Linked DNA regions of Mus musculus: all the other regions are linked to region 1. A link is a contact called in public HiChIP or PLAC-seq and promoter capture Hi-C data. All regions are on one chromosome and are shown on one strand. Each heading gives the region's core, a stretch centred on a gene start, on an enhancer-like site or on the middle of the called end of the contact. The rest is flanking DNA. Distances are from core to core; before and after follow the strand shown.

Evidence for each region. Promoter capture Hi-C pulls out the DNA fragments that hold promoters and counts their contacts. HiChIP or PLAC-seq counts read pairs in DNA pulled down with a chosen protein or histone mark.
Region 2: a contact with region 1 is called in an HNF4G HiChIP or PLAC-seq map of pancreatic cancer cells. The contact joins the promoter of Igfbp6 here to the promoter of Atf7 in region 1. A contact is called at or near these places in 10 of 39 promoter capture datasets (the C10 cell line, the SN4741 cell line, cranial neural crest and 6 more), 1 of 484 Hi-C or Micro-C datasets (CD8 T cells), 2 of 115 datasets of contacts at active chromatin or transcription factors (extraembryonic endoderm stem cells and pancreatic cancer cells) and 1 of 9 other capture datasets (pancreatic islet).
Region 3: an H3K4me3 HiChIP or PLAC-seq map of pro-B cells shows a contact between it and region 1, with 3 times the contacts expected there. The contact joins the promoter of Itgb7 here to the promoter of Atf7 in region 1. A contact is called at or near these places in 4 of 115 datasets of contacts at active chromatin or transcription factors (bone marrow-derived macrophages, memory CD8 T cells, pancreatic cancer cells and 1 more).
Region 4: an H3K27ac HiChIP or PLAC-seq map of stem cell-derived epiblast-like cells shows a contact between it and region 1, with 5 times the contacts expected there. The contact joins the enhancer-like site here to the promoter of Atf7 in region 1. A contact is called at or near these places in 2 of 39 promoter capture datasets (maxillary cranial neural crest and pre-B cells), 1 of 484 Hi-C or Micro-C datasets (embryonic stem cells) and 3 of 115 datasets of contacts at active chromatin or transcription factors (bone marrow-derived macrophages, pancreatic cancer cells and stem cell-derived epiblast-like cells).
Region 5: a contact with region 1 is called in a FOXA1 HiChIP or PLAC-seq map of pancreatic cancer cells. The contact joins the promoter of Hoxc11 here to the promoter of Atf7 in region 1. A contact is called at or near these places in 2 of 39 promoter capture datasets (the 3T3-L1 cell line and the HPC-7 cell line), 2 of 115 datasets of contacts at active chromatin or transcription factors (bone marrow-derived macrophages and pancreatic cancer cells) and 1 of 9 other capture datasets (pancreatic islet).
Region 6: a promoter capture Hi-C map of pre-B cells shows a contact between it and region 1, with 2.9 times the contacts expected there. The contact joins the promoter of Espl1 here to the promoter of Atf7 in region 1. A contact is called at or near these places in 7 of 39 promoter capture datasets (3T3-L1-derived adipocytes, the C10 cell line, cranial neural crest and 4 more).
Region 7: a contact with region 1 is called in an H3K4me3 HiChIP or PLAC-seq map of stem cell-derived neural progenitor cells, with 2.0 times the contacts expected there. The contact joins the promoter of Hoxc13 here to the promoter of Atf7 in region 1. A contact is called at or near these places in 2 of 39 promoter capture datasets (the SN4741 cell line and liver), 2 of 484 Hi-C or Micro-C datasets (both in embryonic stem cells), 1 of 115 datasets of contacts at active chromatin or transcription factors (stem cell-derived neural progenitor cells) and 1 of 9 other capture datasets (pancreatic islet).

The regions. Positions count from the first base shown.
Region 1 is chr15:102,623,151-102,627,446 of GRCm38.p6, forward strand. It overlaps Atf7 (activating transcription factor 7), which reads right to left and starts at 2,314. Exons shown (of 12, transcript NM_001310067.1): 1 at 2,212-2,314.
Region 2 is chr15:102,141,648-102,145,943 of GRCm38.p6, forward strand. Igfbp6 (insulin-like growth factor binding protein 6) reads left to right here and starts at 2,539. Exons shown (of 4, transcript NM_008344.3): 1 at 2,539-3,237. The coding sequence starts at 2,901.
Region 3 is chr15:102,229,844-102,234,139 of GRCm38.p6, forward strand. Itgb7 (integrin beta 7) reads right to left here and starts at 2,092. Exons shown (of 15, transcript NM_013566.2): 1 at 2,008-2,092.
Region 4 is chr15:102,248,419-102,252,714 of GRCm38.p6, forward strand. It overlaps Rarg (retinoic acid receptor, gamma), which reads right to left. Exons shown (of 10, transcript NM_011244.4): 3 at 4,001-4,296. The coding sequence starts at 4,184. Among named protein-coding and RNA genes, the nearest start is that of Rarg, 7.0 kb to the right of the region's middle. Within about 2 kb of position 2,308, at least 54 of the 459 cell types and tissues checked have an H3K27ac peak or open chromatin away from gene starts, as enhancers often do. A contact at or near this core is called in embryonic stem cells and stem cell-derived epiblast-like cells, where this site is marked.
Region 5 is chr15:102,952,240-102,956,535 of GRCm38.p6, forward strand. It overlaps Hoxc11 (homeobox C11), which reads left to right and starts at 2,287. Exons shown (of 2, transcript NM_001024842.1): 1 at 2,287-2,968; 2 at 4,230-4,296. The coding sequence starts at 2,287.
Region 6 is chr15:102,294,342-102,298,637 of GRCm38.p6, forward strand. Espl1 (extra spindle pole bodies 1, separase) reads left to right here and starts at 1,952. Exons shown (of 31, transcript NM_001014976.2): 1 at 1,952-2,074; 2 at 2,419-2,508; 3 at 3,843-4,296. The coding sequence starts at 2,428.
Region 7 is chr15:102,919,409-102,923,704 of GRCm38.p6, forward strand. It overlaps Hoxc13 (homeobox C13), which reads left to right and starts at 1,723. Exons shown (of 2, transcript NM_010464.2): 1 at 1,723-2,509. The coding sequence starts at 1,780.

The sequences.
Region 1 (4,296 bases), core at 1,064-3,563:
AAAGTTATTAATTAGCTGTTTGAGTCTTAACTCACTATTAAGTGATATACAACTACTAAACAAAGGGCAATGTCCTGTCCCTTTTCTGTACAGAATTAAGAACAAACTGGTAAGACTACTTCGTATGGCTGCCAACCTTTTCTTTAGCTTCTTTTCTTACAGTCATGTTGAGTTTCGCAATAGCTTCCACTTACTTTACATCCCCCATGCTTAAAAACAAATTGTGTTTGAGTTCCTCAACCCTTGTCCTAAAATACTATGATAGCTCTTTTTTGTAAATCTGGATGCAAAGAAAACATGAGAAAATGTTCAATTTCCTGAACTATGAGTCTATTTCACTCACACCACTCAAAATATAAAAAGTGGACTGGGGATAAAGCTCAATGGGTACAGTGCATGCACAAAGCCCTAGGTTCAATCCCCAGCGCCACATAAACTGATAAACTGGGCATGGAAGCGAATGCTTGTATCAACCCTTGGTACGTGGAGATAGAAGGATCAGAAATTTAAAAATGAGTTCAAAGCTAGTATGGGCTACATGACACACTACATAAACCACAGACACACACACACACACACACAAGGGCTAAAGACTGTAGCTCACATGGCAGAGTTCTTACCTACCATGTATAAGACCCTGAGAACCCTAGTACTACATAAACTGGATATGGTGGTACACACCTATTATCCCAGCACTTGGGAGGTGGGTGGAGGATCATGGTCACCCTCAGTTATCTCAGTCTGAGGTGTACTTGGGCTATATGAAACACTGCCCCAATTAATAAACAAGAAAATATACAAGATAATTAAGATTAAGTTCAATCATCCATTAAATAACTCTTAATGAACGAAAGGGAAAATTCACATTTAAGGAAACAAAATTTATTTGTTAGTGTTTAGAGTACCTATAGTTTCTTCAGAAATTATACTGCTGAAAAAATTTTAAACATAGGAAACAAATGAGTTTGCTGAAATTAAAAAAAAAAAAAAACCTGCACATCTCCACAAACCTATACTTCATATGAACCCTGAGAGATATTAAAACACCCTCTGCTAAGCAGAAAACAAAGTTAGGAAAGTAGTAACACGGGAATCTGGGTAGGAGGTGCCCTGGGTAGTAAACACCCCAGTGAGTGCACATAATAAGCATTTCAGAGCAACATAGAAGTCCCAACGGGTCTCCAACTTGGACTGCGAAGTCCCAGGCCCACATCCCTGTGTTCTGAAAGAAATGAAACTTGGAAAGTGGAACACTGGAAAAATGACAATCAGAGTAGCGCCCTACTTTTCTTCTTCTCAACCCCCGGGCCAGCATTTTGGCTGGCTGGTCACCAGTCTGGGTGCCATATCCACCAAAAAACACTAAGCAGTATCCTGGCGGTCTCCCGACTGAAGAAAGAACCAGACTGTATGTCAGTCGCTGTCTCTTCTCCAAATATCCCCCCTTACCCTCTGGATTTCCATATTATCACCGAAGCGATGCCTTCTAGCAACCCAACCCACTCACATGTCCTCCTAAACTCATCCACTTAATCTGTCCAGATCCATACTTTCTGACACCGTGTCTCTTGCTCAGATTCTTCTGAATTCAATCGAAACGCCAGGACCCCCGTTTCCCAATGCTCCACTTCGACCACACAACGCGTGCTTTCACCTGAGCCAGGCTCTCGTCACCCAAACCTACCTCCTGCCTATTTACCTCTGCCTTCTGCAGTGCCAAGCCCTAAACCCACTTTTTGGGAAATCTTTTGAGTCTTCAACCTAGTTTAGCAGTCCTCCTCTATCTTCCACTCCAAGATCCCTCCATTAGACTTCCACTAGACTTCGCTTCCCTCAGGATTCAACCCCCCTTTCCTCGCCACGCCCTGTGCCCCCCGGGGCTACTTACCCCAAGTTCTCCCCACACTTCAGTCCTCTGGCCCCGCCTTCCTCCAAAAGGAAGGAGGCGGGAGAAGAGAAGAGGGCGGCACTCCGCAAGGTAAAGGCGATCTCCCATTAGCGCTCATGGCCGCCAATTGTGGCTTCCTTCTCTCCTATTGGTTGTCTTTAGCCTACGCCCCACCCTCTTCCTCAGACAGGCCTGGCCACCGCCTCAGCGCCCCCGTCCAACAGACTGGGAGGGGAGACCCCGGCCCGGGACGCTGGGACTGGCCAGAGTAGAAGGAGAGACTCCTGTCAGGCCACGGACTAGCTAATGTTAACAGGACTCACCCGCTGGTAGCTCCGGCGCCTCCCGCCCGCCCGCGCTCGGTCCCACAATCTGTCTCCTGCTCCTCCTTTCCCCCCTCAGCGGAGCAGATACTTTCCTCCCGTCCGGCCAGGCGTGTTCACTTCTCGCGAGAAGTGGGGGCGAGGGCGCGACTCGTGGGGCTGAGTTGGACCAGGGCCTAGGGGCGGGGCTTGCTGTGAGCGTGGCTTGAGTGGAAGGTTGGGCGAGCGCTGTACACACGACTCGCACGTGTTCGGCTGCAAAGTGTGGGCAGCGCGGGGAGAGCGGCCCTGGCGTCTAACGCTGCCGATCTGTCTGTAGCTGTGGAGGTCCGAAGGTGAAGCAAAGGCAGGGAGGGACTGAGAGTGTCTCAGGCAGCCCTCGGATAAAGGGGAATTAAGGGAGCGGAGCCAAGAGAGGGACTTCAGTCACCAAGCTGGTCATTAGTTGTGTGGAGGAAGTTAAGCAAGAGTCGATCCGAGCAGGTGACTGCTTGCACTTTCTGCTTTACACTTGACAGCACCTCACTGGCCGAAGCCCCTGCCCGGTGTGTGCTGTGTGTGAGCTACGATGGTAGTGTGAGGAAGTACGTTCAACTCCAGCCTCACCGCGGCGGCGCCCGCCTCTAATCGCCACATGGAGGCAGGCGGATCTCTGTGAGTTCGAGGCCAGCCTGGTCTACATAGCGAATTCCAGGACAGCCAGCGCTATCCTTGTCTCAACAACCCCCCACCCCACCCCCAAAAGACCATGGATGATCACCAGTCTAGCCTTCTGGGCCAGTGGGAAATCCCGCGTTAAACAAACAATAAAAATAAGGGGGATAGCTCTGAGGAACCAAACCTGAAGTTGTCATCTGGTCTCTTGGACAACCCTCCATACCTGTGAACAACACACACACACACACTTACAGAGAGAAAGTAGGACTGTTAGTGTAGCTCAGTGTGAAGCCACAGCACAGTGATTTTTTTTTTTAAAATTTGTATATGTTACCCAGCAAGTATTTTATTGAAATACCAACAGCACATACTACGTCAAAAACAAAAGCACACACAACACTGTCCTGGTCATGTGGAAAATTTCTCTGACAGAATTTTTATTTTACGGTTGAGGGAGAGATAGGTCATAAGTCAATAATTATACTTACTTCAGAAAGTGAAGAGCTTTTCAGGGTAATGAGACCGAAAGCAACTCTAAGAGGGGAAAAACACTATTGCTAGTATTGAGAGAAGTCCTCTTGAGAAAGTTATTTATTTATTTATTTATTTATTTATTTATGAATGAGGCAGGGCTTATTTTGAAGCCAAGCTGTCCTGAAACTCATTTTCCTGTGTCAGCCTCCACCTAAGTACTTGTATTAAGTATGAGCCACTTGTCTGGCCTGAATGTATACCATCTACATACCAGATGCCTACCTGTGGAGGCAAGAAGAGGGCACCAGGTACCCTGAAACTAAAGTTACAAATGGTTGAGACCTGCAGTGTCAGTGCTGGGACTAGAAACAAGGTCTTCTGGAAGAATGGTCTGTCCTCTTTTAACTGCTGAGCCATCTCTTTAGCCTGAGGAGTTGAATTATTAAGAGACAGCCTTGAGACTTTCAGGAGAACATCAAATATAAGAGCTACATTTGAAAAACTTATCCTGAAGAAGAGGCAGGCAGGTCTCTGTGAATTTGAGACCAGTCTGTGATACACATGAACACACACAAATTATGTGGTTAAGATGGTACTTTTTGTGTTTGTGTTACTGTAAATAAAAGCTTAAGAATTGAACAGATTTAAGTAGAGTTGACAAGGGATTCCAGGGATCCCGACAGCTAACTAGTTGTGTTTTCTTCTTTATAACAGTAGCAATATTGTAGCCATAGTCTCTGCCCAGTGTGTGGCTGTATGGGGTAGGGCAGAAGAAGGGGTGAGGTGGGGTGGAGGGGTGGTAATGGGCTCTGTTCCCCCTTTGAAGCTGTTTTCTTCTCTGTTCTAGGCACTGAGCCCAGGGCCTTGTACTCCAGCACTGAGCTAAATATCAACACCTAACACAGTCTTTCTTTTCTTTTCTTTTCTTTTCTTTTCTTTTCTTTTCTTTTCTTT
Region 2 (4,296 bases), core at 1,289-3,788, 480 kb before region 1:
AAGGCTTTTGAGGAAGAGGCCATTACTCAATCCAAGAGGACATCACTTCAGCCCAGTAGGTACGAAGGATGTGAAAGACCAGTGGGCCGAAAATAGGCTGGACATCCATCTGCTAGGGTCATCACCACAGGCCTACTGCAGACCTGCATTTTCTCTCAGGACCTCATCTCTGAGCTGTCCTGGATCAGGTATGCAGCCTTCTTGTGAACCTTAAAGCTGAAAATAACTCAGGCAGCCCTCTCCCTCTACCCCATGAGGACGCCATGGGGACACGTGAGGTTCAAGCCTCAGCAATGAGTGTGGTCTGTGACACAAGGTCAAAACAAGTTTATGGACAAACCTACATCATACCCCGAGGCTAATCTACCAAAGCTTTGGCACCAGCACCTCAGCAAAGGTGCTCATGAAAACTCTCACACCCCAGCCCAAGGGCCTGCCACACTCTGTGCTCCGCGTCTCTTCTCTGGGTACCAAGGCATCTCAAAAGAAAGAAAAGCAGAACGCAAGGATCTCTGTCTGCAAGGAGGCTTGCACCCCGCCAGGGATGGCATGAATCTCTGGGCATTCAGAGTGGAAAGATGGGGAAAGAGAAAGAGTCTGCTGGTTGATAAGTGCAGCCCTGCTTAGCCTGCAGAGAGGGACTGAGAGCTGGGGGTGGGAGGGTTATGGTGGTGGGTAGGGGTGGGCTAGCCTTCAGAGAGGGACAGAGAGAGCACTGGGGGTTGGTATGGGGGGGGGGAGAACCACAGGGAGGGGATCTAGGAAGGAACTAGAGAGTAGTGGATGTTAGATGTTAGCAAAGAGTTAGGATTTCCTCTCAAAGGTGGAGAACCACCGAGACCCCAACAAGGAGTCATCTTCTTTCCATCTTCCCATTGTCTTTTCCATCATTTTCAGAAGCAGCTAACATAATGCTGGGATTCAGATCTGGGACAAGCAGCTGAGGTGCATTTTTCACTTACCAAAGTGGACCTGGCCTCTAGGTTCTTTCTCCCACCATCCCTCAGTCCCTATCTGTTACCGGGACACTGGCATACCCTGCCCTCTACTTTGAATTTTCCAACCCAGGGGCTGTGCTTCCTCTCCCTCAGAAGTTTGTCTGTCTTTCTCTGGTTGTCTGTCTGTCTCTCTGCATCTCTTCTTTCCCTGCTCATGGCTTTCTCTCCTTTTCTTCCCCCTCCTCTCTGTCTCCTTCTGCTGGGTGACTTCACTAACCCCCTCCTCTCCTGTGTGGTCGGTGAACTCTCCCGGGAGCTGCCCCCAATAAACCTGCTTTTATACTTTATTTTGTCTTGAATTGGCAGAATACGTATCACCTGAGTCCATAAAAAAGACTCTAGCTAGATACATGTGCAGTGAAAAAAGTAAATAAATAGTAGGGATAAGGGCTTGGACGGGAACCAAGGCTCCCCACGCTGGGGTCAGAACATGGAGAGGAGGCTCCAGGGCCTTGGTGGACGATAACAGTCACTTTTTCCTGCCTGTTCAATCAGCATCTGTATCTCATGGCAACGGGGAAAACATCGCTTTCTAAACTCTGTTAAAACCTAAAATCTCAGAGAAGCCTCCGGCTTTTTTTTTTTTTTTTTTTTTTTTTGTATCTGCTTAAAAGCTCAGGAAGCCGGTGCTGACATTCTTGCTTGGGGGCCCAGAATTTAAACTTAGTCACTGCCCAAGGCCCTTGTTTTAGGAAAGAATGAGATTGTTGTTGCATAACTCAGAATTGAGCGGGGCGGGGTGGTCCAATGTAGCAATCCCACTTGTTTCTTGAGAGCCGTAGGAGTACTGAGGACCCGCCCACCCTTGCCTTGAGTGGGACTCTGCCTAGCGCTGAGCAGGCACACGCCTTTCTTTCGATGGGCAGAACAGGAGCAGCCAACTAGCAGAGGCAACTGCGCAATCTGGTACTGAAATTCTCCGACCAGTTCCTTCCCAAATCTTGGGCACAGATCAGCCTGAGAAATCCAGAAGACCCAAAGAACGACTATAGAAAGGAGACAGGAAAAAAGCAACGGAGAGACAAGCTAATCTGAAGTGCAGAGATGAGAGTGAGGCCCAGTCTGTGGCCAGACCACTGTCCCTAAATGCATCTAGAATACAGTCCCCTACTTTTACCTCCGTCCCCAGCTCAGCTCCGGGGTCTCCGAGGGTTTCTACATTTACTCAAGGTGTATTCTTCATAAAGCAGTCTTCATTCTACCCCCAGCAGCCCCAGCTTTTCCTATTATTGTCTCTAAGGCTAGGTCTTGCGTTTTTATGGTTTTGTTTTTCACAGACACAGGCCAGGAGTCTTTATTTTACCTTCCCCGTTTGCTTTACCAACTCTCTCTGGGTCTGTTTCTTACCCTCCGTGGGAGCTTCTGCCCATATGCCTGACATCTTTCCTAGCGTTTATACACATCTCTTTCACGATGCACAGTCCCTCCGACCCCCAATCTCCACCCCCATACTATCCCTTCTCGGGTCACCTTTATCACCGTCCCCCACCCCAATATTCTCACACTATCTACAGGTTCCTCATCTTCCTGCACATACACTCATGCTAACTGGATTTCACGGTTCACCTTCTCTGTCCTCCCCTTTACTCCTCCCTACTCCACAATCCCTTTAGCCAGATGTACAGCTCCCAAATTCCGGGCGAGATTCCCAGGAACAAAGCAAGAAAAAAACATCAGAACAATTTGGGAAGTAAACAGCGGCGGAGAAGAAGGGAGGGAAAAGCCGGGTGGACCCAGGTGGGTGGCCCTCCAGTCCACCCAGTTAAGGGACTGCCTTTTTCCCCTCCCCCTTCACCTGGCTTTTAAGGGGCCGGGCCCAGACCTCTGCTTCTTAAAGAGGAGCCCGCAGCAGCAGCTGCACTGGACTCTCTGGAAGGAGTGTACAGGGCAAAAACTCTGACCATGACCTGGGATGGGCTGCCCACGCAGCCGCTGCTCATGCTGCTAATGCTGTTGTTCGCTGCGGGCTCAGGGTCCGCCTTAGCGGGGTGCCCCGGCTGCGGCGCTGGGATGCAGACTGGTTGTCGCGGGGGCTGCGTGGAGGAGGAAGACGCGGGATCGCCTGCAGACGGCTGTACAGAAGCCGGAGGCTGTCTCAGGAGAGAGGGACAACCGTGCGGGGTCTACAGCCCTAAGTGCGCCCCAGGACTGCAGTGCCAACCCCGAGAGAACGAAGAGGCGCCTTTGCGGGCGCTGCTAATCGGCCAGGGCCGCTGTCAACGCGCCAGAGGGCCGTCGGGTGAGTCCATGTCTCCCCCCTCCCTCCCCGCTTCCCACCTGCCTACCTGAGATAGGAGAAGCAAGTCTCTCCTGGTAGGAATCTGGACAGATGCAGGTTGGGCAGCCTCTTCAAGCCTCTGGGACCGGCCCATTGGTTCTTCCTGGGCCTTGAGTGGAACGTGAAGTGGAAACGTCAGGGGACAGCTATAAGGCTGATAGGGGCACCTTAGAATAAGCAAGAGAGATGTCTGAATTCTCCTCTGCTCTCCCTTTCCCTTATCTATTTTCTCCAAAGGGAAAGAGACGTATGTAGGCGGAGGATGGAGGATTTGAGTTTCAGCTTTCCTCTATACCCCGCAGGGTCAACGCCATGGCTCTCCAGGCTCACACTGGAGACAGGACCTAGATTCCTTATGGAGGAGGAGGAAAGGGAATCTCAAACTCTAGTTCCACACACTAAGAAATGTCTCCTGCTCCTCCTTCAGTGCCACTGTGAACGGCAGTGGGCATCGGGAGCATCGGCACCGGGGGAGTAAACACAGTGGGCAGCGGGCACCGGGGGTAGCAGGCACTGCAGACGGTGGGCACGGGGGCAGTGGACACCGGGGCAGTGAGCAGGCCCTAGAGGGCCTGGGGAGGGCTGAAGAAGTGGGAAGAGAAGGAATCTGCCAAATCAGACTTATGATTTAAACCTGGTAGGAATTGGATGCCCTCCAGCCCCACCCTATCCCAGGGATGAACACAGAAGACTGAGTCATTGGGTGGGTGGGACTAGAGTGAGTCAGCACCCCAAAGATGGGGGTGAAGAGCAACGGGAGATGGAAGATAGCAAGTCCCTGGTTTTTCCATAGAAAGGGATGAGAAATGAATTTGGATCATTTGGCAGTGCAGGCCTGCCATTCCAGTGCTTAGGGGTGGAGGCGGGAAGGTCAGTCAGTGTCAGCCTTGGCTACATAATCTCAGGCCAGCCTACACACACACACACACCATACACACAGAGGCACACACATACACACACATGCACACACATGCACACATGAATATATACACAAGAATACATGCATGCATGCACATACAC
Region 3 (4,296 bases), core at 842-3,341, 390 kb before region 1:
CCGAAGAACAAGACCAGACTAGACCATATGTCTCAAAAGACATTTTCATTAATCAAAATTAATAATGCTACATTATTCAAGACAATATGGGGACTGGAGAGCTGGCTCAGTGGTTAAGAGCACTGACTGCTCTTCTAGAGGTCCTGAGTTCAATTTCCAGCAACCACATGGTGGCTCACAACCATCTATAAGGGGATATGATGCCTTTTTCTGGTATGTCTGAAGGCAGCAACAGAGTACTAACATATATAAAATAAATAAATCTTTAAAAAAGAGAGAGAGAGTGTGTGTGTGTGGTAGTAACATAAAGCTAAGCATTAGTAAACCAGAACTGGAGCTGCAGAGCCATGTTTGATAGCGCAGGGCGGGTAGAGGTAGGTGGATCTCTGTGAGTTTAAGGCCAGCTTCGTCTACATAAGGAGTTCTAGACCAGCCTGGACTACATAGAGAGATCCCGTAATTCCTTATAAACTCCCTCTGTGTGAGTTAACAAGTAGTTAACCTAAAATGATGGGCGTCACATTCAATTATCTGGGGTCTGATGGATGTCTAGCACAGCATCTGACAAGCATGTTAAAACCCCTCGTTTCCACCTTCGACTTCACCTAAAACCTTCATAGTTTCTTCTCTTTCTTTTAGATTTTAATATTTTTTGGTCGGATTAATTCCTTCTCCTTGATGTGTCTAACGTCACGCGTGCCCCCAGAGCGCAGAAGCATCAGGTCCCTTGCCAATGCAGTGATGGATGGTTGTTAAGCAATATGTGGGTGCTGAGGGGGGCGTCAAACCTGGATCCTTTGCAAGAGCAACAAGTGCTCTTAGCCACCGAATGCTCTCTCCAGTCTCAAAAATGTAATGGTTTCTAATTGCCTACTGTGACTAATCATGACACACACACACACACAAGGAAAGCACATGCAGCCATCACACACGTGCAGATGACTCTCAAGGAACCCTCTGGAAGACTGGCAGTACCCGCCGGCAACACTGGTAAGTAGAGACTGCAGCGTAAGCTCCCTAGGGATTGTGCTATGGTGTTCCCATGGCCACCAGCAGTGTACAAGAGCCTGCTAGCCAGCAACCACAACCCCCTCAGCTTGGGTCCAGACTCAGGTACTGATGCTCTTTACAGGGAGTATGGGGAAGGGTGGGGTACTGAGCCGTTGAACACCCCATCCTGCTCACCACCCCATGTGACCTCAGATGGGTGTAGTACATTACAGAGCTTCTGCTCTCAGGGAGAGGCTGACCCCAGGCTTAACCTCACTGAAACCTCAGACCTGCGTGCTTTGCGCTGTGGTCAGGGAGGCTCGAGACTCTGCAGCACAAAATTTAGTTCTGACTCATCTCATAGATGGGGCTTCACTTCCACTCCCCCCACAAGACAGAGACATCAAGTCCACTCATCTCTCCTAAAGGGGGCTCTGAACTCATACATGACCTCTCCTGCCCCTCTCAATTCTGTCCCTTTCTCCCTTCTTTGGCAATCCATGTATCTTGCCACCTGCTGCCTGTCTCCTTCCATGCACACACGCATGCGTATGTGTGCGTGTGCATGTGTGTGTGTGTGCATGTGTGTGAGCATGCACATGTACAGTGCAAGCCTCAGTAGACCAGGAATGTGGAGTCTGTGGCTAAGGTGCCAAGTGGGAAGACTTCTGGACTGTGCAAAAAACATCAAGTTGCAAAGATAGCAGCCAGGGACAGACAGGAGATGCTGGGAGAAGCACAAGAGTAAGTAAGCCTTAGCTCTCAGAAAACACTCACGTATAGCATCGCAATCTCCTTCCCTCCCTCTGGCTCCACTGGAGAAACAAATGGATGAGCAGCAGGAGGCTGGGATAACCGAGAAAGAAATAGTGGGGACCATAGGAGTGCAGAAGGGGGTTCAGAGCCTTTCTCAAGACTAGACAGAGCACTGGAGAGCCCAGATCACAGAGAGGTAGGGAACAAGTAGGCCTGGGTGAGAGGAGGAGGTGGGTGGGCTGCTGCCCTGAGGGTACTCACAGGTGCTTGAGGAGGAGCAGCCCTTCCTCCGCCGGTGGCAGTGGCAGCCCTTGTGTACAGATGGAGAGGCAGCAGAGGAGGAAGTGACACACCCTGGGGTGGGGGGACTCTTGGAGGGTGGCTGATCTAGCAGAAGGTGGAGCAGATAGGAGTGGGCTGGGTAAAGAAAGGACCTAGGAGTCCCATCTACTAAGCACTGCTCCTGTGCTAAAGAAGTACAAGGAAGGGTCACCAGAACAGCGCCGGATAGTGGCGGTGCCCCCACCCCTGCCCCCACACATGTCACAGACGCAGAGATTGAAGCCCAGACTCTAAAGAGAGATCGACTTTGCAAAATGTCACACAGGTAGCAAGGGGCTGCTGGGCTGTAATCTAAATCCAACTCAGCTTCCTTCCAAAACTCAATGTTCTCTCCAGTATCACAGAGAGGAAGGAGCAGACAGGAAGAAACATGAAGGAAGGTGGTTTCTGTTCCTTTGGAAAACTCAGGGGCCATTGAGTTGTGATGACTGCCTTTCGTGCTAGGTATCCATCTTGGTTCCAATAGCCACTTGTCTTTTGATTTGCCAGGAAAATAAGTTCCCAGTAACCCTGACACACCGGCCTTCACCCACAAGCCTACATCTGTACTTGTTTTGATAGAATCGGTATTTGTCGCTGTTGTTGGTTTTGTTTTGTTTTGTTTTGTTTTCTCTGACATTCTTGTGCAGACATTCTGGACTACTTTGAGGTCCCCTTGACTACTACCTCTTGGCAGAGCAAAACAGCTCTTGGCTTGCATATGCAGATACTCAAGGTCTTGTGGTCTTCATTTTTAAAAATCCTTTCCTCATCCCTTATTCCCCTTTGAGTGGCAGACTCTAATTTGGCTCAGAGATTGCTGTCCTGCTACCAGTATCAATAAATTTAACTAATTATAACCTGGATTGAATCAAGGTCTTTCCCTAGAAGTCTCGACTCCTGAGAGTACCACAGCTAAGCTATTTGGACTCTGAAGCCAACCTGCCTGAGTTAAAATCCTGGCTCTCTCTCCGTTAGCATGAAGTAGTAAAACTCCTTAGCTGTATTCTTTAATCCAGGGTTTCACAACCTGTGTGAGTCACAACCCCATAGGAGTTGAACAACCATTTCACAGGGGTTGCCTAAGACCATCAGAAATATCAGATATTTGCATTACGATTCATAGCAGTGACAAAAATTGCAATTATGACGTAGCAGTGAAAATGACTCTGGTTGGGGTCACCACAGCATGTGGGACTGGATTAAGGACTCGTGACGTTCGGAAGGAGGGGAGAACTTCCTATGGCTGCCATTTTATAGATCACCATAAAAAAATAAGACGGTGTCTATTTAAGAGACCATCTGGTACAGTAAGAAGGGTGTGTGAGGATGCGGCTCAGTGTCAAGATGCTTGCCCAGCTTTCAGGAGGCCTTAGGTTTGGTCTCTATCACTGAGAGAGGCAATAACTGTAGGAGTGAGGAGTCTAAGGGGATAAGAGGTGGAGGCTTTTTCTTTTAGGTTTATTATTTATTAATATATGTAAGTGCACCGTAGCTGTCTTCAGACACACCAGAAGAGGGAGTCAGATCTCATTACGGATGGTTGTGAGCCACCATGTGGTTGCTGGGATTTGAACTCTGGACCTTCGAAAGAACAGTTGGGTGCTCTTACCCACTGAGCCATCTCACCAGCCCGAGGTGGAGGCTTTAAGGGTCTAGACAGTTGGCAAGTTAGAGAGAGGCAGATGGCTAGGTTTGGGGGTGCCACTGGGGGTCCAGGAGCCAGGATAGAGGTGAGTCTGGGAAAGAGTGCAGCTAGAGCAGCCCGGAGTGAAGCTGCTATGTTATGCTATGCTATGCTATGCTATACTATGCTATGCTATGCTATGCTATGCTATGCTATGCTATGCTACGCTATGCTATACTATGTATGCCATGTCATGCCATGCTATGGGGAGAACTGTGTTCTGTAAATACAAATGGGAACTTTCCCTGGACCACAGTGCTGGTAGAGATTCCCTATAGAAAGCAGCGTGTGTTCCGTGTCCTGGTGAGCACAGACAAGCCATGTTGGCTCTCCTGCTGTCCTCACAGAGCAAAAGAATTCCTATCACAAATAGATGCTCCTGAGAGTGAAGCTGCTGGAGGAGACTGGAAGGGAGGCCTCTGGGTGAGCCTTAACTGGCTCCAGGCTAAGGGACAGCCAGACCTACTGCCCTTCCCCCTCAACCGATGGTAACCATGACAATGCCCTCTTTTCCCCCTGGCCCTGGCCCTGTGGTTTCCTCT
Region 4 (4,296 bases), core at 1,058-3,557, 370 kb before region 1:
CATGAAAAAAGAGTCTTGACGAGTCAACTTCAGGCTTGTAAGTTCCCCTTCCCCCTCCGAAATCTGAAAGGTCCCAATTAAGTCAGGCCTGCCTGGTTGGTAATTAGAACCAGAAGTGGCCAGGCCACAGGGAGGGGGTTGGGAGAAGGGCACAAAAGTGTGGGGGGGGGGGCTCCAGGAAGCCATGAGTTCTCAAAAGCCCCCCTTTCTCTCCACCAGATGCACCCCAGTCTTCATCACCCCATCTGTGTGTACTTTGCGAGCATTACTGGGAAAAGGTACTAAGGTATCAGACCAGTCTATGCCATCAGTCCCAGCCCTTGCTCAAGACACAGTATAGCCTTGACTAGAAAGCAAAATGGGGGGAATCTAGTGCCCCTCTTTTCCCCAAAGCACCCCCCAACCCTTATTGCAGCAATTAGACCCATTAGCCTCTAGCATTTCATGGGAACCAGATGTTCCCCACCAGCCTTGGTGGGGGCATGAAGGGGGGGCTGGTGCCTGACTCACCCCCTTCCCTATGATCCCCACCACCAGGGTGCACCCCCCTCCCAGCTAGATCCTGGAAAAGCTATGGTCCCGGGGGAAAGAATGTGCCCCTCCCCCACTGAGAAGGCCAACAGCACTGAGGCTTCTAGCCTGGTCACCCCTCAGAGCTCTACCAGTTCCTGGCAAAAAAAAAAAAAAAAAAAATGTGAGTTTGGCCTGGACTGGGTTGGGGGAGCGGGACAGCGAAGTCCTCTCTCTCTCTCTCTCTCTCTCTCTCTCTCTCTCTCTCTCTCTCGGTCTTGCTACCTTTTCGTGAGGTTTGAGGATCACACACTTGGAGTTCTCCCTGCTTAATAACCCTCCCTTTCTTCCAAAAATCTCACTCTAAAAACTGAAGAGGTATTTCAAACCAAAGTCGGCCCCGCCCAAAAGGGTAAGTCCTAAAGGGATAGGTCCCACCTGAGGAGCTCTGGGAGGGGTCTTTCGAAGACAAGAAGAGGGGGTGGCAGAGGGAGGTGTGAAAGAGAGGGTGAGGCCCAAGGCGAGGACGTGAGGCACTCTTGGCAGGGTGGGGGCTGGGACAGGGTAGGGGGCCAGGAGAGGGGGGGTGCCGCCTGGGCCCCAGCAGCGGCAGCAAGCTCGGCTCCCCCCGCCGGAGAGGTTTCCTGTTGCAATCAAAGCCCCGTTTGTGTCGGCCTGGGGCTGGAGTTGGAGCCGGAGGAGGAGGAGAGACTGGGAGGGGAGGAGAAAGAGGCAGCCACTGGGGTTTTTTTCCTGGAGGAGACTTCGCTGCCGCCTGCTTGCCTGCCACCCTCATCTGCCATGACTTTCTTTCCTTACTTTTTTCCCTTGTGCCTCCTGGCCCCTCTCTGGGTCTGCACCTGTATAGCTGCCCCTCTGGACTAGGTCTGGGCATCTCCAGCTTCAACCCTTTTCTCCTTGTGCCAGTCTGCTCTCAGTGTCCCTGCCCCACAGACACTGGCCCCACCACCATGGCGACTATTACCGCCACAATACTTGAAGGACAAACTGGGCCAGGTCTTCAAGACCACAGGATCCTTTCTCTGCTGGTACACTCTGCCCCTGTAATCTGGAAAAGCAAATAGACTACACATCAGTGTTCGTGAGAGATACACGGAGGTCCAGACACTTGGCCTTTCATTCGCAGGCCTGTATGCACGCATGCATGCATACACACGGGTGCGCGTGCACTCCCTCCGTTTTTCATGCACACAGGTCTATGCTTGCCTAGCTCGGCAGCTCAGGCTCCCCTCTCCTCTCCCCTCCTCCATGACAGGGTTCTATGATGCCTGCCTCACCCACTGAGGCCCCAGGAGAGCCCCAAGAGGTGGAGCAAGATTTCTTCTCACCAAGGATATCCCCAAGGTGCCAGGGGCTGACTCTTCAATCCAAAATCCAGCCCCCAAGGAGAAGCTTCAGGCCCCTCCTTAAACCATCCCTTCTTATCCTGAGAAAGAAAGAGGGTGGTACACTGAATATGAGAGATAGAGGCTCCTTGCAGTGTAGGTGAGTATGGGTGTGTCGTCATCAGATTTATGGCTCTGATCCACCCCTCCCATTTATGATTAGATGGCTACATCCAAAAAGGGACAGCGGATCAAAGCAAAGGAGAGATGTCACTCTCTCATCCTCTGGTCCATTACTCTCCCACCAAGAGAGGGTCCCTAAACTCCAGGATTCCTTCTTCCCTTCAGCTGGACGCCCCACCCCAAGCACACTGTCTGGACCCAGGCCTTCTCCTCCTCCCTACCCCACCTGCTACCTCTCTGCCTGGGCCTGTCCCTCCATGCTAGCCCGCCACACCCTCCTCAGCTGCCTTCCCTGGTGTTGGTGCTCTCCTTCAGGGTGACCTTTGAGGATGGGGCTCAGCCTGCTGCTTTTGATACCGTGACCTCACTTTGAACCCTGACCTCCATCTCCCTGTATCTAGGATACAAAGAACACAAGGAGACTTTCACTGGGTACCAGCCATGTCTCTTAGCGTCCTTCCTACCACCAGCTTTTCCCATCTTCCTTTCTGACTTCAGCTCCTTTAAGTCACCTCCCATAGAACCTGGGGAAATCAAGTCGGAAGACTCTATGATTAGGCTGTGTGGTTCTCTGCAAGGAATACGTTTCACGGGAGTTAAGGCTTATTCCCACTGCCTGGTGTCAGGCAGGTTCACAGAATGACACTCAGAGAGTCCAGCTGAAGTTTCCAAACACACACCCTGCACACCACACTGTAACCTCCGTTGTATTACAGCCACACAAGTAGCCCCTACATTCTTGATATTCAACCCTCCTGATTCTTCACAGTTTTTGTTGCATACACTGGAGTTCTGTGCAGAAGCAGTCTTCGAGATGCTGTGTACGCATACACTACAAGTGGACTGGGAGACAAACACACACACTCCAGATAAAGTCACCCCTATATACGAAGCACACCAGTGTCCCCACTTTGCCTTAAAGGCCCTCCTTCTCTTTGGCTCAGTGTCCCGGCTACACCTTTATTGTTATTGTTGCCGCTGCTGTTGTTCCTTGAAACAGGTTTCTCTGTGTAGACCAGGCTGGTCTCAAACTCAGAGATCCCTGCCTCGCCCTCATGACTGCTGGGATTAAAAGTGTGAACCACCATGATAAAGACTGTGTACTCATCTTTCTTTTTCTGTCTCTATTGCCCTGCTCCTGGCAAACCTTTCATTTAACCTCTTCTGTATACACAGAGCCCTGTGCCAGAAACTGGAGTCCGAGGCCCCCTACCACACCCCTGTCTGTCATGTCCTGGTCAGGAGTGACAATCACCAAGTGGGCAAAGAAGGGTCCCAGAGGGAGAGAGGAAGCTCAGGCCTTACTTGCTGGCAGCATTGAAAAGCTTAACCTAAAGAGGACAGGCCCCAGGACAAGCAGGGGTCTGCAGCGTGTGGGGACTATTCCAGACCAGGAGGGAGGGGAGGAGTCCAGAAACATGTGACTAAGGAGAGGATACTCCCCAGTAACCCTTGCTCCAGTCTAGATATGTTGTAGACCAAGAGCTACCTCTTTGCCACTGGGCTACTTCTGTCCTCAGAACCTTCAGGCATTTTCCCATACGTCTTTACGCACCGGGCACTAAGTTTCCTTCCTATTGGCAGCCTTAGAAACCCAACAGCCCTTCTTCATCACAGAGACAGCTGACGGACTGACTTCTCAGATTCTCTAGTCCCCCGCCTGTCCTCCCGACCACCCCCAACCGCATGCAGCCTTAAAGGACACTAGACACACAAGCAAGCTCAGGTGTCCACAGGACTGTGACCCCTCCTGTGCTGAGTCCCCCAGGAGGCAGTTTTAGGTCCTCTACTTTGAGATCATATTTAAACAGAACTGCCATCCATAGATACTATCCTCAAATACATCTAACTCCACCCCCACTACCCTCATCTTTGCCCACCTTTCCAACAAGGGTGTCCATTTTCTAGATCACACCCTACCCATCTGCCCTCATTTCCTCCCCAAGACCCCTGAGACTCACAGAGAGAAGCCATCTCCTTGGGGAGGTCAGGCTGGCCCAGGCCCCGGAAGCTAGGGCTCAGCATCTCAAATGGTGGCGACCCTCTGAGTGCACCTGGGAAGGCGAATGGGAAGCCTGCTCCTGGGTAACCAGATCCAGGCCCCAGGGCACCGGGCGCAAAGAGTCTCTCCTTATTGGTGGCCATGGTAGCTGCGGCGTGGGAATCCCTTGGACTCTGCAGCAGGCGGGGGTGGTCTTCAGCTACAGCCCCCGCCCATGCCCACTGCCCTGGCCTGGGAGGCTCCGTGCCCACCCTG
Region 5 (4,296 bases), core at 1,037-3,536, 330 kb after region 1:
AAAACAGGACTTAGGGGATTGATCCCCACCCTGCCCTGAAGAGCAAGAAGAAAAAGTAAGAAAAACCTAGTGGGAAAACGGGGGAAAGCAGGAGCCAAGACCACCCTCATCTCTGCAAGAGATGGGGTACCTCTGGCCTTCTTCTTGCTGGCTTCTATGACTGTTTGGGGAGCATTTTGCCTCCAGTAAACGCAAGTTTGATGAGGTCAACGCAAACCCCATAAAAGCCCCAGTCCGTTGTTCACCACCATTATAATTAAAAACGTTGCCCCCAGCTCCTCCTATAAAAAAGACTAAAGGAAAGGGGAACTGCAACAGAATCTTCTGTTTCTGGTCCCTTCTCTACAGAAATGCCCCCAATCTAGTTATTTACCTTCAGTTATGATCTGGCCAGGACTAAAAAGCACAAGAAGCAATGCCTATCATTAAGTGCAAACATAGGGAAGCACTGGAAGTCTCTTCTACAATATTGGAGACATCCCCACTCACCCACCCACACAGAGAAGGTGACTATGGTGGAGGCAGATTTCACCGAAGTATTGTTGTAAAGTCTGAGTAAATGTGGGCAGGTAGAAAAGTTGAGGAAAAATGGATTTGGGAAGATATATTTGGAAATAAGCTAGCCATTTCTGTCTTTCCTGTCTGACTGGGGCTTTCAGTGATTCATCCTTCAACAAAGAAAATCAAATTAAATACACTTTAAAGCGGGAAAACCAATCTGAAGGCGGCCCTGAGGGTGGGGGAATGGTTTAGACTACCTTTGGTTTTGTCTAAGAGTACAGGGTTGAGTTGCTCTTTTCTAAAATGTTATGTCCTGACAGCTCCTTCTTAGGACCAAGGTTACTGCTGCTTTCTGTTTGTGCCAGTTGTTTGGGCACCATGGATCCAGCCCAGAACATTTCCATAAAGTTATATTCAGATGCCCAGATGTATGTTGTAATAGCCAAAGGGACTGGAGGTTTAAGGAGTCATTGAGTATTCCCCTATGGACACAGCGGTCCAGCAAGGAGGGTTTATAGACTTGGAGAAGGGCAGGGTTGGACTGAGATGTAGAGAAGAAATAGGAGTGAAAGAGGCTGGGGACTTCAGGCCCTACCCTGCCTACTTTTTGATTGGTATTAGAGATAGACACCTCTACCCACCTAAGCTCCCCAAATCATTAAAAAAAAAAAAACCTCTCCAAATGTAGTTCCCTTAGCATACATCCTGCCTGGACCTTATTGCCAGCCTTCTTTTCAGCCTATTAGCTGAAGCTGAGCTCCCAACCCGAAGGGCCCCAGATAGAGAAGATAGATGACTCTCACTCTAAATCTTTTTCTTTGGGGTTTGGGATTTTAAAATCCACAGTGAATGTAGCTTTCTGCACATTGATTGACAATAAAGGCAGGCATGAAATATTCACCCAGGGCCACTCTCTCATACTAAATATTTAACACAACATTAGAGAAGGTTTTTCCCAGACTTCGCCAGGCACCGGCTGGGCGGCTGGCGCACTGCTCACCACTGGTTTATGACTAATAGGAGTCCCTAGCCAGCGGCAGCACAGCAAGCTAGACAAAGTTGGGACACTGGCTCATAGCTGGGCTGCCTCACCTTTGGGAAACTTCAGATACTCTTCCTGGGAGCCTGTCCTATAAGGGAGCGCACCTTATTCTGGTCAGGAAAGTAATATAAAGGACTTCTTATGAACAAGCTCTGATTCTTCAGGTAGAGGGTTAAGAGTCCCTGAAACTTGTTGGGAAGCATCCAATATTTCCGGGGAAATCAGGCAGGAAAAGACCCTTTCTTTTACCCCCCGCCCCCCAGCTTGTCATAAGGAGGGGACCAAGACCCCGAAACGGAAAACCCTTCTCCTTCCCCCAATCCTAGGGGGGAAAAGAACAGCAGTTAAAAAAAAATACAATTACCCCCTCCCAGCCACCGCCCCCGCCCATCCCACCGCCCACCCCACCCCAACCCTCTCTCTCTCTCCTCCTTTTCTCGCTCTGTGGAATGGAGAGGAGGGGAGTGACGAGAGAAAAACGAATACAAATCTGCAATTGATTTTCATAATGTTTCTGCGGTGTTTGCAAACCAATCGCCTGAACGTCCCCGATCTTACCTAAGAGAGAACCCCTCCTACGTCTGCGAAGTGCTCCGAACTGATATATGACAATATCTACTTTGGATCACGTGCTCGGGGAGAGAGACTAAGACGGATAACGCGTCATCTCGCCTTCCCAAAATTTCCCCCCTCGCTAGATCGGGTCCAAAACCTCCAGCCGGAGGAGGCAGGAGAAGAGAACGATGTTTAACTCGGTCAACCTGGGCAACTTCTGCTCGCCTTCGCGCAAGGAGAGGGGCGCTGACTTCGGCGAACGAGGGAGCTGCACCTCCAACCTCTATCTGCCCAGTTGCACTTACTACGTGCCTGAGTTCTCCACCGTCTCTTCCTTCCTACCCCAGGCTCCCTCTCGTCAGATTTCTTATCCCTACTCAGCCCAAGTGCCCCCGGTCCGGGAGGTCTCCTACGGCCTGGAACCGTCCGGGAAGTGGCACCATCGGAACAGCTACTCGTCTTGTTATGCGGCGGCCGACGAGCTTATGCACCGGGAGTGCCTGCCTCCTTCCACAGTCACTGAGATCCTCATGAAAAATGAAGGCTCCTACGGCGGCCACCACCACCCCAGCGCCCCGCACGCGGCCCCCGCCGGCTTCTACTCCTCAGTCAACAAGAACAGCGTCTTGCCCCAAGCTTTCGACCGCTTCTTCGACAACGCCTACTGCGGTGGGGGAGATGCGCCCGCCGAGCCCCCCTGCTCCGGCAAGGGCGAGGCCAAGGGGGAGCCTGAGGCGCCCCCCGCCTCGGGACTTGCGTCCCGGGCAGAGGCCGGTGCTGAGGCCGAGGCCGAGGAGGAGAACACGAATCCCAGCTCGTCCGGTTCTTCCCACTCGGCGACCAAGGAGCCGGCCAAGGGAGCCGCCCCCAGTAGGTAGCAGCGGCCGGGAACCCGAGGGCAGCGAGGGAGGGAGCGGAGAGGGAGGGCTGGAGTAGTGGGGGGGGGCAGGGGAGCGCGGACAGCCTCGTGTTTTGGGTCAGTCTGATTTTATGTGGAGTTTTATAAGCATTCAAAGGATTTTATTATAACCTACAAAGCCCTCTCTCCCAACGACTCGACTTTTTACGATGGAGAAGGGGTGGGGAGGGAGGGAAAGGGGCTCTTTGGAAAAGCCGGGTGAGCCCCCCTCCTCCGTTATCTCCCTCGGTCTGTGAAATTTTTAAAAGTGCCACCATTGCGGGCGATATTAACTTTGATCGTGAACTTAGAGGAGCGTTTAAGAAAGGATGGGGAGTCGGACTGCTGGGGGGTTGGGAGGGAGGGGAGGGGTGGAGGGGGAAAGGGGAGGGCGAGGGACAGACTGGGAGAAATCCAGAGAAGGGGAGAGGTAAGGAACAGAAGCGACGCGGCAGAACTGGAGTCCAGGGAAGCTCTCCAAGGCCGCTCCTCTTCTTTTTAAAACGACTTTTAAAAATGTTCAAATTACGTGTTCGCGGGTCTTTGAGAAGAAACCGGGGCAAGCCGGGGTTTGGCGGTGGCAGGAGAGTGGGGAAAGAATCAGAGATTCCCTTGCTCTGCAGGGGAAGGTAGCGGTGGCTCTCCAGGGTCCGAGGCCTCTCTCTGGGTAGGCCCAGCCTGACTGTACGCAAGCCTGGGGCAGGCAAGCGGCTGGGTGTCCCAGGGCGCCAGGGCACCACAGGAGGCTCGTAGGTGTCCTGCTACCTCTACGGGCTAGTTTGCTCCCGATTCCTCACTGCTCTCTCCTGATCTCACTCCTTCGCGCCGATTCTCCGCGGTTCCCTCCGATTTCTGGAGGAAGGGATCCTGGATTTGCAGAAGCATTAGGAGGGCGGCTTGGAAAGGGCAAGGGCAGCGACCAGGAGCAGACAGAGCACCCCAGGGAAAGCACGTGGCTCAGGCAGGCTTTCCTCCACCCTCAGACCTTGTCAGCTAGGGCTCTGGCCTGAGGGGCAGGGGGAACTAGGTTCTCAGTGAACCTGGCGGTGGGATCAAGGCTTGCCCCAGCGCAGCGGATACGGAAGAGGAGCCGCCGGCCTAGAGGGAGGGCTGCCCGGCAGCGGGACTGGGAGCTGTGTAGCTGAGCTTTCAGCGACTGGGTTGGCTGGGGTCTCCCGGGGTCTCACGTGTCTCTTTCCCCTCTCCTCGCACTTGCCCTTCCCCTCCCTCCAGACGCCCCCCGCACCCGCAAGAAGCGCTGCCCTTATTCGAAATTCCAGATCCGGGAACTGGAGCGAGA
Region 6 (4,296 bases), core at 702-3,201, 330 kb before region 1:
AAGTGTTCTTAACTGTTGACCCATCTCTCTAGTCCTCTTACTTTTTATTTTGAAATGGTTTAAATGGCTTGTGTTAGCCTTGAACTCCCTCTGTAGTTCACTCTTGGTACCCAAGATCCTCTTGCTTCAGGCTCCCCAGTATCTAGGATCATAGTTTTGAATTAACAGGCCCACCTTGTAACAAATACTGTTCGTTTTAAAAATTAATTTGTTATACTTATGTTTATAGGTGTTTTTGTCTCTACATATGCCTGGGTACCATGTCTGTGTCTGCTACCCAAATGGACCAGATCCCTGGAACTGGAGTTAGAGAGCTGTGAGCCACCATGTGGGTGCTGGAAATTGAACAGAGGCCCTCTGGGAGAGCAGCCATTGCTGTTTACTGTTGAACCATCTCTCCAGGCCCGCTTTTTTTTTTTTTAATATTTATTTATTTCTTTTATGTGTAGGAGTACACCATAGTTGTCTTCAGACACACCAGAAGAGAGCATCAGATCCCATTACAGATGGTTGTGAGCCACCATGTGGTTGCTGGGAATTGAACTCAGGATCTCTGGAAGAGCAGTCAGTGCTCTTAACCTCTGAGCCATCTCTCCAGCCCCAGGCCCGCTTTTAAAAAGATTTTTTGTTTTGTTTTGATTTTGAGACGAGGTCTCACTAGACAACCCAGGCTGCCTTTGAACTTTAAGCTTTTTTAGCTCCTCAGCCTCCTTAGTAAGTATTCCCTACCCTCTGGTGGTGGGTGATGTTTGGTACCACCCTTGACTTTATAGTGCATCTGAGAGAGCAGGAGTTAGACTACTTGGTAGGCAGGCAGATAAGGGAGAGGGGCCATGGCTAGGAGATAAAGGTGGTCAATTTCCAGGATGGCTGCTTCTTCCTTATGCCCCTGACTTGAGAAAAAAGCTCGGCATTGTTAGTGTCTGCATTAAATATTGCCATTCCCACGCTGAAATTTTCTAGTGGGGGAGATGTCAGTTTTTTCTCTTATTCCCTCCCCTTCCTATGTCTCCCCCTTTCTTTTTCTTCCTTCCTTCCTCCCTCCCTCCCTCCCTCCCTCCCTCTTTCTTTCTTTCTCTCTCTCTCTCTCTCTCTCTCTCTCTCTCTCTCTCTCTTTCTTTCTTTCTTTCTTTCTTTCTTTCTTTTGATTTTTCCTGAGACAGGGCTTCTCTGTGTAGCCCTGGCTGTCCTGGAACTCAGAAATCCCTACGCTCAGTATTTTGAACCCTGTTTCAAAAAACAAACAAAACAAAAGACTGTGAACGTTCACAATGAATTCTTCCCTTTACTCTTCACTCAACTCTATAGCCTTTCTTATACAACCCATGTAAGATGTAGGCTGGAATCCAAACTTGGGAGGGAGGAGAACCTAGGAGAACCCGGAGGTTGTCCCTGCACCCTTTTCAGTGTCCCTCTCCACAAAGTCAGAGTTTTAAAGAATCCCAAAGACCCTGTGTGGTGGTGTACACCTTCAACCCCAGCATTAGGCAGGTGGATCTCTCTTAGAGGCCAGCCTGGTCTATTTAGCAAGTTCCAGGACAGCTAGGATCACGTAGTGAGAACCAGTCTCAAAAAACAAAAATAAAAACAAAAAAATACATCAAAGGCTATTACACCTTTTCTTTCCTAGTAACGCAAAGCAAGCCATGTGGGTTTCTTATTTTAATTCTCTTGAAATTTAAAATCCTGCCTGAGCTCAGGGAATAAAGGCAAGAAAGACTTAGTGATTGACCACCCAACTGCGAAATGACTGTAATTGACTGAGGTTGAAGAAGGAGACTGTGTCCCAGAGTCTTTCCGGTCCAGAGTTGTACCCGCCCCTCCAGGAACACGTGACAGACAGCGCGGCAGATAAACTACAACTCCCAGAGCGCCACGCGGCCGGCCTGCGTTACGCTTTCTCGCTGATTGGTCACTAGGGATATTTGAAAGGAGGTGCTGGCGCGGAAAACGAAGCGTGCCCACCCGGTGCTTGGTGGAGCTCGGGCTGGAGGACGCTGCTAGGCCGGTGAGGAACGGCAGCTTCGAGGGAATTAAGGCACGGAGGGTCTGGTGAGCGCGCGCTCAAGCCGCGGTAAGTGACATTCCCATTGCTGACCTGGGAAGAAACGGGGCGTTTCTGCGGAGGCTCGGCGGCCCCCGAAAGGGTGTGCTCGGCGCCCAGGACCCTGTGGAGACCCCTGCGGTGGCCTGGTGGGACACTGAGGACAAGGAGCGTCCTGGAGGAAGGAACAGTGGACTTGTCAGTTTGTAACGGGAGCCCAGTTTATATCGGCCTCTCCCCGCATAGGATTTCTGGTGGGATTCTTTGCCTGCTTCATCCTTTGAATCCTCCTACAACTTTCAATCCCTTCTTTCCTCCAGTTATTTCCATTACAACCCTTCGCAGGCTTCTACAAACCATTTCGTTGTATCTAGACTTTTGCCATGAGGAACTTCAAAGGAGTCAACTTCGCCACTCTGCTCTGCAGCAAGGAGGAGACCCAGCAGCTGCTGCCTGACTTGAAGGTGGGACCCTTTATGGCTCAGGACACACCTAGTTTCTGAGATTATCTGTGTTTTTTTCCTTTTCCTTTTTTCTTTTTTTCCGAGACAGAGTTTCTCTGTATAGCTCTGGCTGTCCTGGAACTTACTTTGTAGTCCAGGCTGGCCTCGAACTCAGAAATCCACCTGTCTCTGCCTCCCTAGCGCTGGGATTAAAGGCTTGCGCCACCACGCCCGGCTTCCTTTTCCTTTTTATTTATTGTTTTTATTTTTATTTAAAAAATTATTTTTCCGCCGGGCAATGGTGGCACATGTCTTTAATCCCAGCACTTGAGAGGCACAGGCAGGTGAATTTCTGAGTTCGAAGCCAGCCTGGTCTATAGAGTGAGTTCCAGGACAGCCAGGGCTACACAGAGAAACCCTGTCTTTGAAAAAAAAAATTTTTTTTTCCCCTAGGGCTACTAATGTGATCATCTCCTAAGGACACTCTGGTTTATGTTCTCCGTTTGGGAGAGTTATACATCGGTTTTTGTTTACGTTTTATCATTCTCCTTATAGTAAATTTTACATTCTAATTTTATTTATTTATTTATTCATTTATTTATTATATGTAAGTACACTGTAGCTGTCTTTAGACACTCCAGAAGAGGGCATCAAATTTCGTTAGGGATGGTTGTGAAGCCACCATGTAGTTGCTGGGATTTGAACTCAGGACCTTTGGAAGAGCAGTTGGCGCTCTTAACCACTGAGTCATCTCACCAGCCCTCTAATTTTTAATTAAAAAAAATTTTTTTTTTCCATACTGGGGATTGAACTCAGGATCTCATGCATTCAGGAAAATATTTCACCACGGAGCTATATCTCTATATCTGTTTTCACTTTTAAAAATAACATATCATCTATGTCTTCATATGTTATATACAAGCATATATAATATATAGTATGAAATATGTAAGCTATATATTATCTAAATATTATATATATGTTTAAAGATTTCTGAGACAGGGTCTCTCTACATAGCCCCTGGCTGTCCTGTAAGTCACTATGTAGATGAGGCTGGCCTCGCTCGAACTCAGAAATCCACCTGCCTCTGCCTCTCAAGTGCTGGGATTAAAGGCCTGAGCCACCACTGCCCGGCCTGTTTTCACTTTTTTATTTTGAGACAGTGCTCATTCGCTCAAGCCCAGGAAGCTCTTGAACTTTTCTTCTGTCTTTTTGCCTTCACACAGGCCTGTGTCACCAAGCCTGGCTTGTGTTTTGCCGTAACTTGGAGAGAGATACATGAGAACCTGTGGGGCCCTGTTTCTGCCCCCCCCCCCCTTTCTTTTCTGCTCACGCGGCTTGATTCTTTCTCCTAGGAGTTCCTGTCCAGATCCCGGACTGATTTCCCCAGCAGCCGAACAGATGCCGAAAGAAGACAAATTTGCGATACCATCCTGAGGGCTTGCACCCAGCAGTTGACTGCCAAGCTCGATTGCCCTGGGCACCTGAGGAGTATTTTGGACCTGGCAGAGCTGGCCTGTGATGGCTATTTGTTGTCTACTCCACAGCGCCCTCCCCTCTACCTGGAACGCATTCTCTTCATCCTACTTCGCAATGGTTCCACTCAGGGAAGCCCAGACACTGTGCTGCGCCTTGCCCAGCCTCTCCATGCCTGCTTGGTTCAGAACTCTGGAGAGGCTGCCCCTCAGGACTATGAGGCCGTGACCCGGGGCAGCTTCTCTCTGTTTTGGAAGGGAGCAGAGGCACTGTTGGAGCGGCGAGCTGCGTTCTCAACTCGGCTGAATGCCTTGAGCTTCTTGGTGCTCTTGG
Region 7 (4,296 bases), core at 473-2,972, 300 kb after region 1:
TTTCAAAACTCCGAGGAGGACTCACTTCTGGATGAAGACCGACCATGCTGACAAAAATTCCATTTCTTGTCCTGACTCACCAGGGCCTGGGGCTGTCAACCGTCAGAGACCACCTTCCTCCTTTAGGGGTCTTGAGGCAGGCTCCAACATTTGCCTCCAATTGAAAGGTCTAGGATTAGTCTTGATGGGTGTTCACAGTTGAGAGTCTGTGTGAACATCAGCACCCAGCATTTAAAACGTGTGGCAGAGGCAAGAAGGAGAGAGACACCGCAGCCCCCCTCTCTCCCTCTTTATTATTTTTTTCCTGCTCTCTCGCTCGCTCTTTATTACTTCTTCTCCTCAGGGAGGGGTATGTGTGAAAGGGAGCTTGGCACAATTCCATGGAGATGCCCCTCTGCAAAGGGGTGACTCTACTGAGGCCCTAACCAGTGGGGGGGGGGGCGCAGAAAAAAGTGAGTGTTATAAAAATCAGTAACTTGGTGCTAATTTGTTCTTGACATAGAAGACAGTTCGGGATCTAAGTACTCTGCCTGAACAAGAGTGATCCTGAAAGGAAACTGGGAATAAGGCAGCTTAAACTTAAGCTGCCTGGCTCCTTAGCGCTTATCACCCCATCAGCCCAAGCCATTGAGGAGGGGGGGTGGTCTTGTACTTGTATGTTTGGAGTTGCACCTGTCAGAAGTCCCTTTAAAGAGCGGCAGGTTTTCTCTGCTTTCTACAGTTCCTTGTGTGAACCCAAAGAGACTCTTGCAAGCATCCCGGCCTTTCCTTTTGCTCAGTCAGAATCTGCTTCTGTTTCTTTGAGAGTGGGGGCGGGGGGAGTCTCCGGTATCCCTTTTGTATGCTGAAATGGCAATCTGTCCTTCTGCCCCTCTCCGTTAGCCTCTGCTTCTCGCTGAGTGTATTTCATCATTTCTCTCCCCACATCGGGACGAAGTCTGCATTTGGGAAATCCAATCGCCCAATCATGTCTGATACAGGAGAGAGCCCTTTTCCAGACAAACTGGGGCTTTGGGGAAAGCCTCTGAGGTCGGAGTTTGAGACTCTGGTTTCGGCACCAAAGGCTCGGTGAGGTCCTTGTCCGCCGTGAGCTGACTGCCACAGCTGGAGCCTTCCTAGCTAGATTTATTATTATTATTATTACTATTACTATTATTACTAAAATTCCAGGTTTGCCTCCATTCTCAGCTCCAAGCCCCAATTTAGAGACTTCGGTAGTCAAAGCCATCTGTTTGAGAACCGGAGCCTCTCAGCGTCTCTCAGTCCAGAGCCTAGGAGGAGGAGCCATCCTCTTCTCCCTAGGTCCCTTTGCGTCGGCCAAATTAAGCCTCTCTGCCCCCCTCCCCTAACAAGGCTTGCCTAGGGGGCGTTGCCCGTCCCTTTAAATCTCCCAGCTCTCTCCTCCTTTTCCTTTCCAGTGAGCCAATCAACAAAGTTCTCATTTCTTTCCGCCCCGCCCCATCTCCCGGGGAGGGAACCCCAGGAGACCCAGGCTTAGCATCACGTGCAGCGGCTGTGGTCACGTGGGAACCAGGGGCGTGCTATGGTGAGGAGGGCGGGAGTCGCCGGATTTCTTAATGAAGTGTGTCCGCATGCGTAGTGGGAATGCGGCTAGGGAGGGGGAAGCACCGGGGGGGGGGGTGGCGGGGGGAGGAGGGGAGGGGTGGAGAGAGAGAGAGAAGGGAGGAGGGATGGGGGAGGGAAAAAGAGAGCGAGGTGTCTCCCTAGCTCGCTGCCTCTGGCAAGTGGAGTTTTTAAAAAGCTGGAGCAGATCATGTCATGACGACTTCGCTGCTCCTGCACCCGCGCTGGCCGGAGAGCCTTATGTACGTCTATGAGGACAGCGCGGCGGAGAGCGGCAGCGGCGGCGGCGGGGGAGGCGGCGGCGCGGGCGGCGCGGGGGGTGGCTGCAGCGGAGCGAGCCCCGGCAAAGCCCCGAGCATGGACGGGCTGGGCGGTAGCTGCCCGGCCAGCCACTGCCGCGACCTGCTCCCGCACCCTGTATTGGCCCGCCCGCCGGCTCCTCTGGGTGCCCCTCAGGGCGCCGTCTACACGGACATCCCAGCCCCGGAGGCGGCGCGCCAATGCGCCCCACCGCCGGCGCCCCCCACCTCGTCCAGCGCCACCCTGGGCTATGGTTACCCATTTGGGGGCAGCTACTACGGCTGCCGCCTGTCGCACAACGTGAACCTGCAGCAGAAGCCTTGCGCCTACCATCCGGGGGACAAGTACCCAGAGCCGTCGGGCGCGCTGCCTGGTGACGACCTGTCCTCCAGGGCTAAGGAGTTCGCCTTCTACCCCAGCTTCGCCAGCTCCTACCAGGCAATGCCCGGCTACCTGGACGTGTCGGTGGTGCCTGGGATCAGCGGGCACCCGGAGCCGCGTCACGACGCGCTCATCCCTGTTGAAGGCTACCAGCACTGGGCTCTTTCCAATGGCTGGGACAGTCAGGTGTACTGCTCCAAGGAGCAGTCGCAGTCCGCCCACCTCTGGAAGTCTCCCTTCCCAGGTAAGGAAGGGGCTTGAGCGGCGGCGCCGCCGCCGCCGCCAGGGACCCCTCCCCGCCCTGCCTGCCCCGCGGCTCCGCGCCTCAGCCACCCCCGCCGTCTGGCCCCGGCGCGCCGGCTCGGCTAGGCTGTCGATGGAGCCGGCCGGGCGAGCTATGCTGAGGAATGCGCTGGGGAAGAAATCTGCTCCGACACGTTCCCCGGAGCTGCCGGGTCCAGAGTGAAGCAATCAGAGGCGCCCGAGCGCCGGCTCGGCTCGGCTCTGGTCGGGAGCTCGCCTCCTCCTCCCCCAGCCTGCTCCAGCCTCATTCAGGGATCCTGGCCCCTAAATCCGCTTCCAGCCAGGAATGGGTTGGGGTTGGGCCTCTGGTGTCTTGGAACTTAGTCCAAAACCCTCAACCCAGTGGATAGTTGGGATTTGGGGAGAGTATAAGAACCTTTACCTTGCCCGAGTTTTCAGGAGCTGTCAACCACCAGATACTATAGCATTAAAATGGGGATCTAATTCTCCAGAGCCTATAGAAATGTACAATTTTTTTTCTTTTTAAATTTAACCATGAATGTTTTATAAGAGCACAGAAGAGATTTTTAAAAATCTCTGTAGAGGGAATGTGTAAGATTTGAATCCTCTCCTGGAATGCAATTTTTTTCTTTGCCGCTCTGGTACACAGTTTTAATCCTGTGAATCCACTGCCAGATCCTCCAAGTGAGATTTACTGGCATTCCAGACAGAGAAAGGGGTTCTAAAATGGGAGGTGGGAGAGGCAGACCTGTGCTGTGGTCCGGGGTCCAGACCACTCTTGTCTGGCTGTGTATGCAAGAAGAGAGCACTCTTGTGTTGTTCCTCTGTGGCTGTCTCTGAATAGGAAAGGATTCCATACCGCCCCCATCACTCCCCAGAGGAGAAAGACCGGCCCAGATTTCCCAAAACTGCATCAGAAGCTTTGGGTTCCACTCTGATCTGAGAGATAAGGATTTGAGGGTCTAGAGAAGCCAGCATTTGGGTCTACTCTTCCTGTACAGAGCTCAGTGGGAGACAGACAGTCCTCTTTTCTAATAGCTTCAAAGATCCTTGAGAGTCCAGAGAAGCCTAAGATAGCTTCCCACTGTGTGCAAAAGGAGCCCCCCCTAGCCTCCCATACCAGGCCTGGGATTTTTCATTGGAAAGATCAACCCAAAGAACTCTTTACGGTAGGCCTGAAATTCTTCTGCATCCGGGATTGGGTGGAGAGGTAGATGGAGAAGAATCACTGAATGATATTATAGAATGTAGCAAAAACATTCTGAAAAACAGCACAAGGTCACTTGTTATAAGTCAGTACCAGAGCTAAAACCACACAAGGCACCCTATTTCTCACAGCCAGAATCAAGGACATGGTTGTGGTACAATTGGTACCATACACCACCTTCTCCTCATTGACTATAAGATTTTTTTTTATACTATACAAACGTATTCATGTGAAGCACAGACTGATACATATCTATAAGATAGACTGTTCATATGTAGGCATTCCATAATACACTTATAGAAAATAGGCTGCCCTTCACTTCTCTAGCTCATAAGACAGAAAGCTTCTTAAATGAAGGTCCAGCAGGAATCCTTGTGGTAGTGGAATTAAAGGGTCACTGAAAGAGAGCCAGTGGACTGGGAATCCGGTGCTGACCCTGCTCACTGTAGGTAAGGACTCAGGCCTAGAGCAAAATCAACGTCTTTGGAATGAAGAGTGTACCTAAAAGAGCTGCTGTGGCTTTCCTGTATAGGCATGTGGGTTGTGTGGTGGGCTGGAGG